Regions from separate parts of the Macaca mulatta genome. Here region 2 is linked to region 1. The links are chromatin contacts, called in public Hi-C maps. All regions are on one chromosome and are shown on one strand. The core of a region is the stretch at or near the end of the contact, and the rest is flanking DNA. Distances in the headings are between cores, read along the strand shown.

Region 1 (4,613 bases), core at 1,884-4,383:
AATACTAAGTCTTTTTCTAAAGCTTGTATTCTGCAAGGATGGCTGACTAAACCCATGGAACAGAAGAGCTAGTTCAGAAGCAGGCCCTCACATATTTGGACACTTGATTTTTGAAGAGTTGCTCTGCAGAGCAGTGGGGGAAAAGATGGTCTTTTCAATAAATGGTGCTGGGTCAACCAAGTATCCATATGGGGAAAAATATATCTTCTTCCCTATATTAGACTATACACAAAAATCTATGCCAGAGAGACTGCAGATCTAAATGCAAAAGGTGGAAGAATAAAGCTTTTAGAAGAAAATATTCATAATTTTGGAGTAGGCAAAAGTTTCTCAAAGCATACTCGAAAACCATTAACTAGGGAAAGATTCATAAATCAGACTGTATTAAAATGAAGAACTTCTGTTCATCAAAAGATACCATTAAGAGAGTGAAAACACAAGCCACAGGGAGAAAACATTCACTACAGACATAGCTCACAAGGATTCCTATTGAAACAATATAAAGAGCTCCTACAAATCATTTAAAGAAAAAAACCCAGTAGAAAAATGGGCAAAACACCTAAGCAGACACTTCATTAACGAGGTTATCCAAATGAACATAAATATATTTTTTAAAGTTCTCAACTATGTTAGTAATTAGGGAAATACAGTTAAAACCACAATTTCATACCATTACCTATGTACCAGAATGGCTAAGATTAAAAAGACAATACTAAACGTTAGCAAGGAGTTTAAGTTGGTACAACAACTTTGGAAAACTATATCCTACTTAAGCTGAACATAAGTAAACCCTATGACCCAGTAATTCCATCCCTGGGTATATATCAGTATATGCATTCACATAAAGATATATTATTGTGTTTGTAGGTACACTATTTATAATATAAAAGCTCCAGAGTGAAAATTACCCAAATGTTCAACAGCAGAATGGATAAGTAAATTGTGAAACATCCACAATTAAATACTATATTACAGTGAGAATAAATGAACTACATCTACACACAAACATAATGTTAAGCAAAAAATATGTAAGGTACCTCATTTGCATAAATACAAAACTAGGCAAAGCAAATCTATACAAGATGTCAGGATAATGGTTACCCTTGGGGCAAGGGTGGTGACTAGATGAAGACAGGAGGGGGGCTTCTGGAATGTGGCAATGTCCTGTTCTTATGAGGATGCTAGTTGCTTGGGTGTGTTCAGTTTTCACTCTTCTTTATGTATATCATACTTCAATAAAAGTTCAAGGAGAATCATCTCCAGGTGGATTGTAGAACTAAATGTGAAAGGCAAAACAATTGTCTAGTAGATCACATAGGAAAATATGATGGGGGTAAGGGAAGATTTCTTAAGGTACATGCACATGCACACACACCCAATCCACTAACCTAAAGTAAATAATTGAACTACATAAAAATTGGAAACTTCTCAGTCAGGCATGGTGGCTCATGCCTGTAATCCCAGCACTGTGGGAGTCTGAGGCAAGTAGGTCACTTGAGCTTAGGAGTTGGAGACCAGCCTGGGCCACATGTCAAAACCTCGTCTCTACAAAAAATATAAAAGTTAGGCCTCTTGGCCTGTGCATATAGCCCCGGCTATTTGGGAGGCTGAGGGGGAGGATCTCTTGAGCCTGAGAGGTCATGGCTGTAGTGAGTCCTGATGGCACCACTGCACTCTGGCCTAGGTGACAAAGCGAGACCCTGTCTTAAAAAAAAAAAAAAAAAATTCTAATCAAACAACACCATTAAGAGTGAAAAGGCAAGCCACAGCGTGTGTTCATATGCCTAATATATAAAGAAATTCCAAGAATCAATAAGAAAAAAGGCAGACAACTCCATAAGGAAAAAAATGAGCCAAGGACTCGAAAGAACACTTCACAAAGGAAGCTATCAGAATGGGCACCATACACATGAGAAAGTTCTCAGCTTCATTAGTTATTAGAGAAAAGCAAAGCAGTAGTGCAATACCACCACACACCCATCAGAATAGCTAAAGTTATAGACTTAAAATGCAAACAAGCCTGAAGCTGGAAGCCATGAAAACCCTTACACACCGCTGGAGTGTGTATATTATTTCAGCCTCTTAGTATAACTGTTGGGCATTACTTATTGATGATAGATATAATACCCTATGTCCCAGCAATTCCACTCCAGGAAAAACTCATGCAAATGTGCATCAGATCCACGTACCAGAAAATTCATAGCAGCATTACTCAGAATAGCCCTAAACAGAAAACAACTTTGATGTCCATCAACAGCAGAATAAGTAATTTATGGTATAATATATACAATGGAACTCTCTTCAGCAGCGAAAGCAAACAAACCATCTCTGTAGGCAACCTGGATGGACTCCAGACATAATATAGACTCAAAGAAACTAGGCCAAAAAAAGCATACTGCATGATTCTATTTATATCAAAAGCAAGCAAAACGAATCTGTAGTGTTGAGTTCGCGGTTGCCTTTGGGAAAGAGGAAGGCTTTCAGAATAGTGGTTTTTTGGATCTCGGTGTCGGCTAAGCAGTTGTGTTCACTCTGGTCATTAATCACGCTGTAAATTCATCATATGCACACTTTTCTGTATATCATACTTCATATGAATATTCAGAAGTCTAAAGGCCACAAGCTTAACCGCAAACCCTACCATGCCCTAGGCCAGGTTGGACTTGCGGAGCTGTGGGGTTGTCCCGGCGACCTGCCCCAGGCGGGCCACCTAGCCCGGGATCTCACACTGTAACCCGGAGCCAAGGCCCAGGCCCAGGCCCAGGACGGGTACCTGAACTCCTGGACCCTTCACTGAACCCCACGGGTCCCCGCGCCGGCTGGTGGAGGGAGAGCAGTCACAGCTTCCCGTCCCACCTCAAGGTGCGCTAATGCATGAAAAAGTTCCCCTCGGATGTTTCCACATTCGCCTTAACTTTTAAACACCAACGTCTGGAATCATAGGTTCTCCAGACTCCAAACACACCCCAGGAAAGAACCCAGAACCAGACACAGCCCCTGCGCGCCCGGCAAGACTTCCGGCAAGAACGACCCCGAAGGCGTGGCTCTTCCATTGCTTCGGCCTGGCGGGCGAGCTGCGCGCGCACTCGGGGGCTGCGATTGGTGCTGCCTGGCGGTGGGGCGCGGGGCACGCTGGGACGTCTCGCTGGCGGGAGGCCACGGGCTTTCCACGGCGCGAGGAGACGGGAGGCAGCAGGATGGTCAAGCTGACGGCGGAGCTGATCGAGCAGGCGGCGCAGTACACCAACGCGGTGCGCGACCGGGAGCTGGACCTCCGAGGTGAGTCCGAGGGCGTGGGCGGCCAGCCCCCGGGCGGCACCGCGTCGCCTTATTATCCGCGCTCTGCCGCGTGCACCGAAGGCCGGAGCTTGGCCCGCGGGCCGGTTGTCTGGGCTCCGACCGGGCTGCGCAGGGAACGCGGGGCCTGATTCTTGCCGTTGTTGCCAAATGAGCATCCCGTTAGGCTCTTGGAGCCTTCTCTTACCGCCGTGCCTCTTGACAGGCACGAGTGACTTCATTACTTCCTGGTGCATACTCGTGGGGCTCTATTAGGCCTTGCTTGGCTGTTTCGCAGTTGGCTCTGTTTGAGGGCCCGGAAGAGCGGCTCGTTAATGGTTGTAACGCTAGTGCAGGGCGAGTGATTGGTTCTTAATACTTGCCGCCAGACGATATTTTGAGCGTAGATGGGATATGTGTTCGTTGTTCCTAATGTGAGGGAGGAAACCAAGTCCCCGAACAACAGCGATTGTTTCCCCCAGTATTTTCTACTTAGTACCTTTGTCTGGCGTTTCCCCTTTATGAAGACGTTTTAAAAATTGAACTGTGTGACCCAGGTTTGCACAGCCCTGTGCTGTGTGTAAGTTGTGGAAGCGCTCGCAATTATTCAGATTCCTGTACTATTTCAACCTTAGCAAGACTTGGTAAGATATTGGGAGGGCAGCTAGCTAGTTGGCATTTCAGGAGACGACTTTAAAAAGGATGTGAAGAGCAACTTCTCTGGGGATAAGACCATGCAGCCGTAGCCTGAGATTTGTTCCCACGGGGACCTATGGCTTTGGAGCAGCATCGCTGCGGGATCTGCTTAGATTTCTTGCTGACCTTTGGGAAATCCCGTTGTGTTGTGTTGTGTGTTGTGTTCTGCTTAGATTTCTTGCTGACCTTTGGGAAATCCCGTTGTGTTGTGTTGTGTTGTGTTGTGTTGTGTTGTGTTGTGATGGAGTCTCGCTCTTTCACCCCAGCTGGCGTGCAGTGGTGTGGTCTCGCCTCACTGCAACCTCCACCTCCCCGGTTCAAGTGATTCCTGTGCCTCAAGCCTCCCGAGTTGTTGGGATTACAGGCGTGAGCCACCACGCCTGGCTGATTTTTGTATTTTTAGTAGAGACGGGGTTTCGCCATGTTAGTCAGGCTAGTCTCGAATTCCTGACCTCAGGTGATCCGCCTCCGCCGGCCTCCCAGAGTGCTGGGATTAAGACGTGAACCACTGCGCTCGGCCCCCAGTATTTTTATTTTGTTGAAATTAAGTTTGTTAGAGAAAGGTTCAGTTCAAGAGCAACTCACCACTTTTTTTTTTTTTTTTTTTTTTTTTTGAGACGGAGTTTCGCTGTTGTTGCCCA
Region 2 (4,688 bases), core at 1,840-4,339, 330 kb before region 1:
AATTTTTCTATTTTTTGTAGAAATGGGGTTTTTGTCATGTCACCCAGGCTGGTCTCGAACTCCTGGGCTCAAGCAATCTGCCTGCCTTGGCCTCCCAAAGTACTGAGATTACAGGTGTGAGCCACCACACCCTGATATCTCTGACTTTTAATTGAAGATTTTAGGCCATTTATGTTTAATGTCACTAGTAATATGATTGAATTTAAATCTACCATTTTGTTGATTGTTTTTTATTTGTTTCATCTGTTTCTTGTCCTCATTTTTCTCTTTTCTTGGCCTATTTTTGGACTAATTGAAATTTTAAAAAATGATTTCCAGCCAATTTTTGAATATGTTTTTCAACTCTACACCTTTTCCTCTTCTTCTGAGACTCCGATGATACAAACATTAGATTTTTTGTTGTTGTTGTTATTGTCCCACAGGTTCTCGAAGCACTGTTTATTTAGTTCATTTGTTTTTGTCAATTTTCTGTTTATTGTTTAGACTAGAAATTTCTTTTTTTGAAACTGGGTCTCGCTCTGTCCTTCAGGCTGGAGTGCTGTGGTGCAGTCTCAGCATACTGCAACCTCTGCTTCCCGGGTTCAAGCAATTCTCATGCCTCAGCCTCCCAGCTGAGGCAAAAGGCTAGTGCCACGATGCCTGGCCAATTTTTGTATTTTCAGTAGAGATGGGGTTTCATCATGTTGACCAGGTTGGTCTTGAACTCCTGACCTCAGGAGATCCACCCACCTTGGCCTCCAAAAGTGCTGGGATTACAGGCATGAGCTACCATGCCTGGCAGACTGGACATTTCTACGGATATGTTTTTGAGTTCATCGATTTTCTTTCCTCTATCATCTCCTGTCCACTACTGAGGCAGCCCATCCAGTGAGTTTTTAATTTCAATTATTATATTTTTGTTACATAATTTCCCTTGGTACCTTTTCATATCTTCCATTTATTTTCTACTTTCTGTTTGTATTACATTGTTAGTAATTGCTCGGTGAAACATTTTCATGATAGCTGCTTTAAAAATCTTGTCAGATAATCCCAACATCTGACTCATCTCAATGTTGGCACCTTTTGATCATCTTTTCTCAATCAAGTTGTGAATGTCCTGGTTCTTGGTATATGGATTTTTTATTGTATCCTGGACATTTTGGATATTATTTTGTAAGAACTAATTGTTTTTCTTTTAAGTTCTTCTTCTTTTTGGGTATAGTCTGCAGGTCCAGGTGGGGGTTCATGTTCAGCTCACTGTTGGACTTCCTTGACATCACCCTGAAAAAAGTGGAGTGCTGAATTACACTGTGTTGTTGCAGATGGGTGTCACCTAACCACAGCAGTCCTTGAAGAAGAAAGATGGTCTGATAGGAACTGCTTATTTAGGAACACATTGCAAAATCTGTGGGTGTCCTGTGGGATCTGAGGGCCTCACTCCTACAACTGCAAGGAATTGAATTCTTCTAACAACAAGATGAGGTTGGAAGAACACTCCAAGATCCAGAAAGGAACACAGTCCCACCAACACCTGTGTTGTAACCTGGTGAGACCCTGAAACAGAGAACCCAGCTAAGCCATGCCCAAAATACTCATCCACTGTGTTGTTTCAAGCTTCCATGTTTCTGGTAATTTGTTATAAAGCAATAGGAAAGTAATATATCCTTTCTGTGGCTCATCTTCATTCCAAACATTCCACATTTCCTTCTGTTATCATTTCTTTTCTGTCTGAAGAACTTCCTTTTGCAAAAAAATTTTTAAGGCAGTTCTGCTGGTAACATATTTTCTTAGATTTTCTTCATCTGAGAATACCTTTATTTCATCCTCATACTTGAAAGTTAGTTTTGCCGAACATAGAATTCTGGGTGACAGTTTTTCTTTTTCTTTCAGCACTTGAAAAGTGTTATGACACATCCTTCTGGCCTTCATGATTTCTGCTGAGAAATATGCTGTCATTTGAATAGTTTTAATGCTGTAGGTAATAATCATTGTTTTCTGGCTGTTTCCAAAAGTTTTAAATTTATCTTTAGTTTTCAGATATTTGATTATTATGTATTCGGGCATGGATTTCTTTGGATTTATCCTGCTTGGAGTTTGCTTAATCTCTTGAATTTGTCAACTTATGTCTTTTGCCCAATTTGGGAAATTTTCAATCATTTTTTCTTCAAATATTTTTGGGCACCACACTCTCTTTTCCCATTGAGTCTCTGATCACATTAATTTTAGATTTTTTTGTTGTTGTTATTGTCCCACGTGTTTGTGAGATTCTATTCATTTTAAAGTCTTATTTTCTCCTTATTTAGACTGGATAATTTGTATTGATCTAGCTTCAGATTCATTGATTCTAATGTCATCTCCATCTGCTATTCAACCCATTCAGTGACAGTTTCTTTTTCTTCACATATTTTATTTTTCATTTCTGAATTTTGTGGTAAGTTTTCTTTTCCTTTGTTTAAAGTTTCTATTTTTTCTTTTTTTTTTTTTTTTTTTTTTCTCCCACAGTGTTACTATTTACTTTTTGGAGCATTTTTCTGCTGGTTCCTTAAAACCTTTGTCAGACAATTATAGTATCTGTATTATTTTGGTGTTACTGTCTGTTGGTTGCCTTTTTGCATTCAAATTGAGATGTCCTTGGTCATAGTATGATGAGTAATTGCGGATTGTAACTAGGACATTCTGAGTGTTGTGTGATGAAGTTCTGGTTTCTATTTAAATCTTCTTTCAGCAGGCAGTCAACCTGTTTAGGTTCAGAATGCATGTTCTGGTACACTTTTGTAGGCTGTGATTGAAATGTCAATTTAGTTTGCTACCCTGGTCTTCCCAGCTTATGTGTTGCCCAGAGGCCAATGTGAAATGATAGCAGTATTTGACACTGCAGCTCAGTTCTCCAATCTTTTAATGTGTTGATTCTTATTAGGCATGCATAGGCTGTTTGGGGGTCTGCCCAGGAATTAATACACGGATTATCTCCTCTCTGTAATCCTACCCACCCCTGCTCTAATTAGGAGGGGAGGAGGTGCTGCCTCTTTGCTGCTGTTTGCTTCGTGCATGGTGGGGATGGTCACAGACTATGCACCAGTGGAGTGGGAGAGGAGCATCACCTCTTTGCTGACACTTGCTTAGTGCAGCAGAGGGATAGTAGAAAGGATTCACTCTACAGTCTCCACAGTGATAGACACGGAGGGAGGGGTGCCACTTCTACCCATGATAGTGTAGGATTAGAACAGTTGAAAGGGCTTCACCCTGAAGTTTGCTCAAAGTCCTGGTATAGAGGAGGAAGAGTTCTTTCTCCTTAAAGCAAGACAGAAATGGCCAAACAGATCTCCACCTACAGTCTCTGATATGGTTTGGCTGTGTCCCTACCCAAATCTCACCTTGAATTGTAGCTCCCATAATCCCCACATATCATGGGAGGGACCCAGTGGGAGATAATTGAATCATAAGGGCGGTTACCCCATGCTGCTGTTTTCCTGATAGTGAGTGAGTTCTCATGAGATCTGATGGTTTTATAAGGGGCTTTTCCCCCTTTTGCTTGGCACTTCTCCTGGATGCCACCATGTGAAGAAGGACATGTGTGCTTCCCCTTTTTCCATGACTGTAAATTTCCTGAGGCCTCCTCAGCCATGCTAAGCTGTGAGTCGGTTATACCTCTTTCCTTTATAAACTACCCAGGCTCAGGTATGTCTTTATTAGCAGCATGGGAATGACTAATTCCCATGAGAACAGAGCTAATACACTCTTCCTGACTGTATACTCCAAGTGGGGAGAAAAAAGGGTGCCTGATCATTAGGGGAGGGGCAGGGATGGTTGATAGGGCTCTGTCCTCAGTCCCTGAAGCTGCAGTGTTGCGTGGGGATGGAGGATGGTATTGCTTTTTTTGATACCATCTGTTCATCTGGAGTTGAATCTGTTCTATCTCTCAGGGTTGCCCTTTATCAATACTTTTGCCTAGAGAAAGTAAGCTTTCCTTGGAACCTTTGTTTTCTGTGCCGGTTGGTATTTCTGAGTGTGGGCCTCTCTGGTGCTCAAATGAAGATATATGGGAGGGAAATAATAACAAGGAACTCACCACCTGGCTGTTCCTCATGTCACAAAATCCCTGGCCAATTCACCTTCTGTTCTCTGCCTCTCAGTCTTCTGATGGTTGCCTTACAAATTTCATCCACAGTTTGGTTGTAAATAGTGGGACATATAAGATGGAATGTGGTTACTCCAATAAAAATGAGAGGAATCTTTTATACTTACTTCCTTTTTTTTACCATTTCTGATGCTCTTCATTTCTTTGTGTAAAACAAGCTTGTCCAACCATGTCCCATGGGCCACATGAGGGCCAGGATGGCTTTGAATGTGGCCCAACACAAATTCATAAACTTTCCTAAAACATTACGAGAATTTTTGGGATTTTTTTTAAAGTTCATTAGCTATCCTTAGGGTTAGCATATTTTATGTGTGGCCTAAGACAATTCTATCTCCAGTGTGGCCCAGGGAAGCCAAAAGATTGGACACCCCTGGTGTAGATCCGAATTTCTGTCTGCTCTCATATTGCATGCAATAAAGAGTAAGACTCCATTTTCTATGTTTGACCTTTGATAGCTTTCAAACCTCATTCCTTCTCCAATTACAGGGACCTGCATATTTCTTCTCTTGGTGTCAGCAGGAAGTTCGAACCACACAAGCCCCACCCTTTGTGCTTGAACCTTTTCCTCAGT

The links. Hi-C and Micro-C count contacts between places; a contact is called where the count stands out from the background.
Region 2: a Hi-C map of fibroblasts shows a contact between it and region 1, with 3 times the contacts expected there. The contact joins the enhancer-like site here to the promoter of SNRPA1 in region 1. A contact is called at or near these places in 10 of 14 Hi-C or Micro-C datasets (CD4 T cells, blood, cortical neurons and 6 more).

The regions. Positions count from the first base shown.
Region 1 is chr7:91,655,367-91,659,979 of T2T-MMU8v2.0, reverse strand. It overlaps SNRPA1 (small nuclear ribonucleoprotein polypeptide A'), which reads left to right and starts at 3,133. Exons shown (of 9, transcript NM_001260907.2): 1 at 3,133-3,279. The coding sequence starts at 3,198.
Region 2 is chr7:91,987,127-91,991,814 of T2T-MMU8v2.0, reverse strand. No RefSeq gene overlaps it. Among named protein-coding and RNA genes, the nearest start is that of TM2D3, 21 kb to the left of the region's middle. Within about 2 kb of position 3,089, at least 4 of the 40 cell types and tissues checked have an H3K27ac peak or open chromatin away from gene starts, as enhancers often do.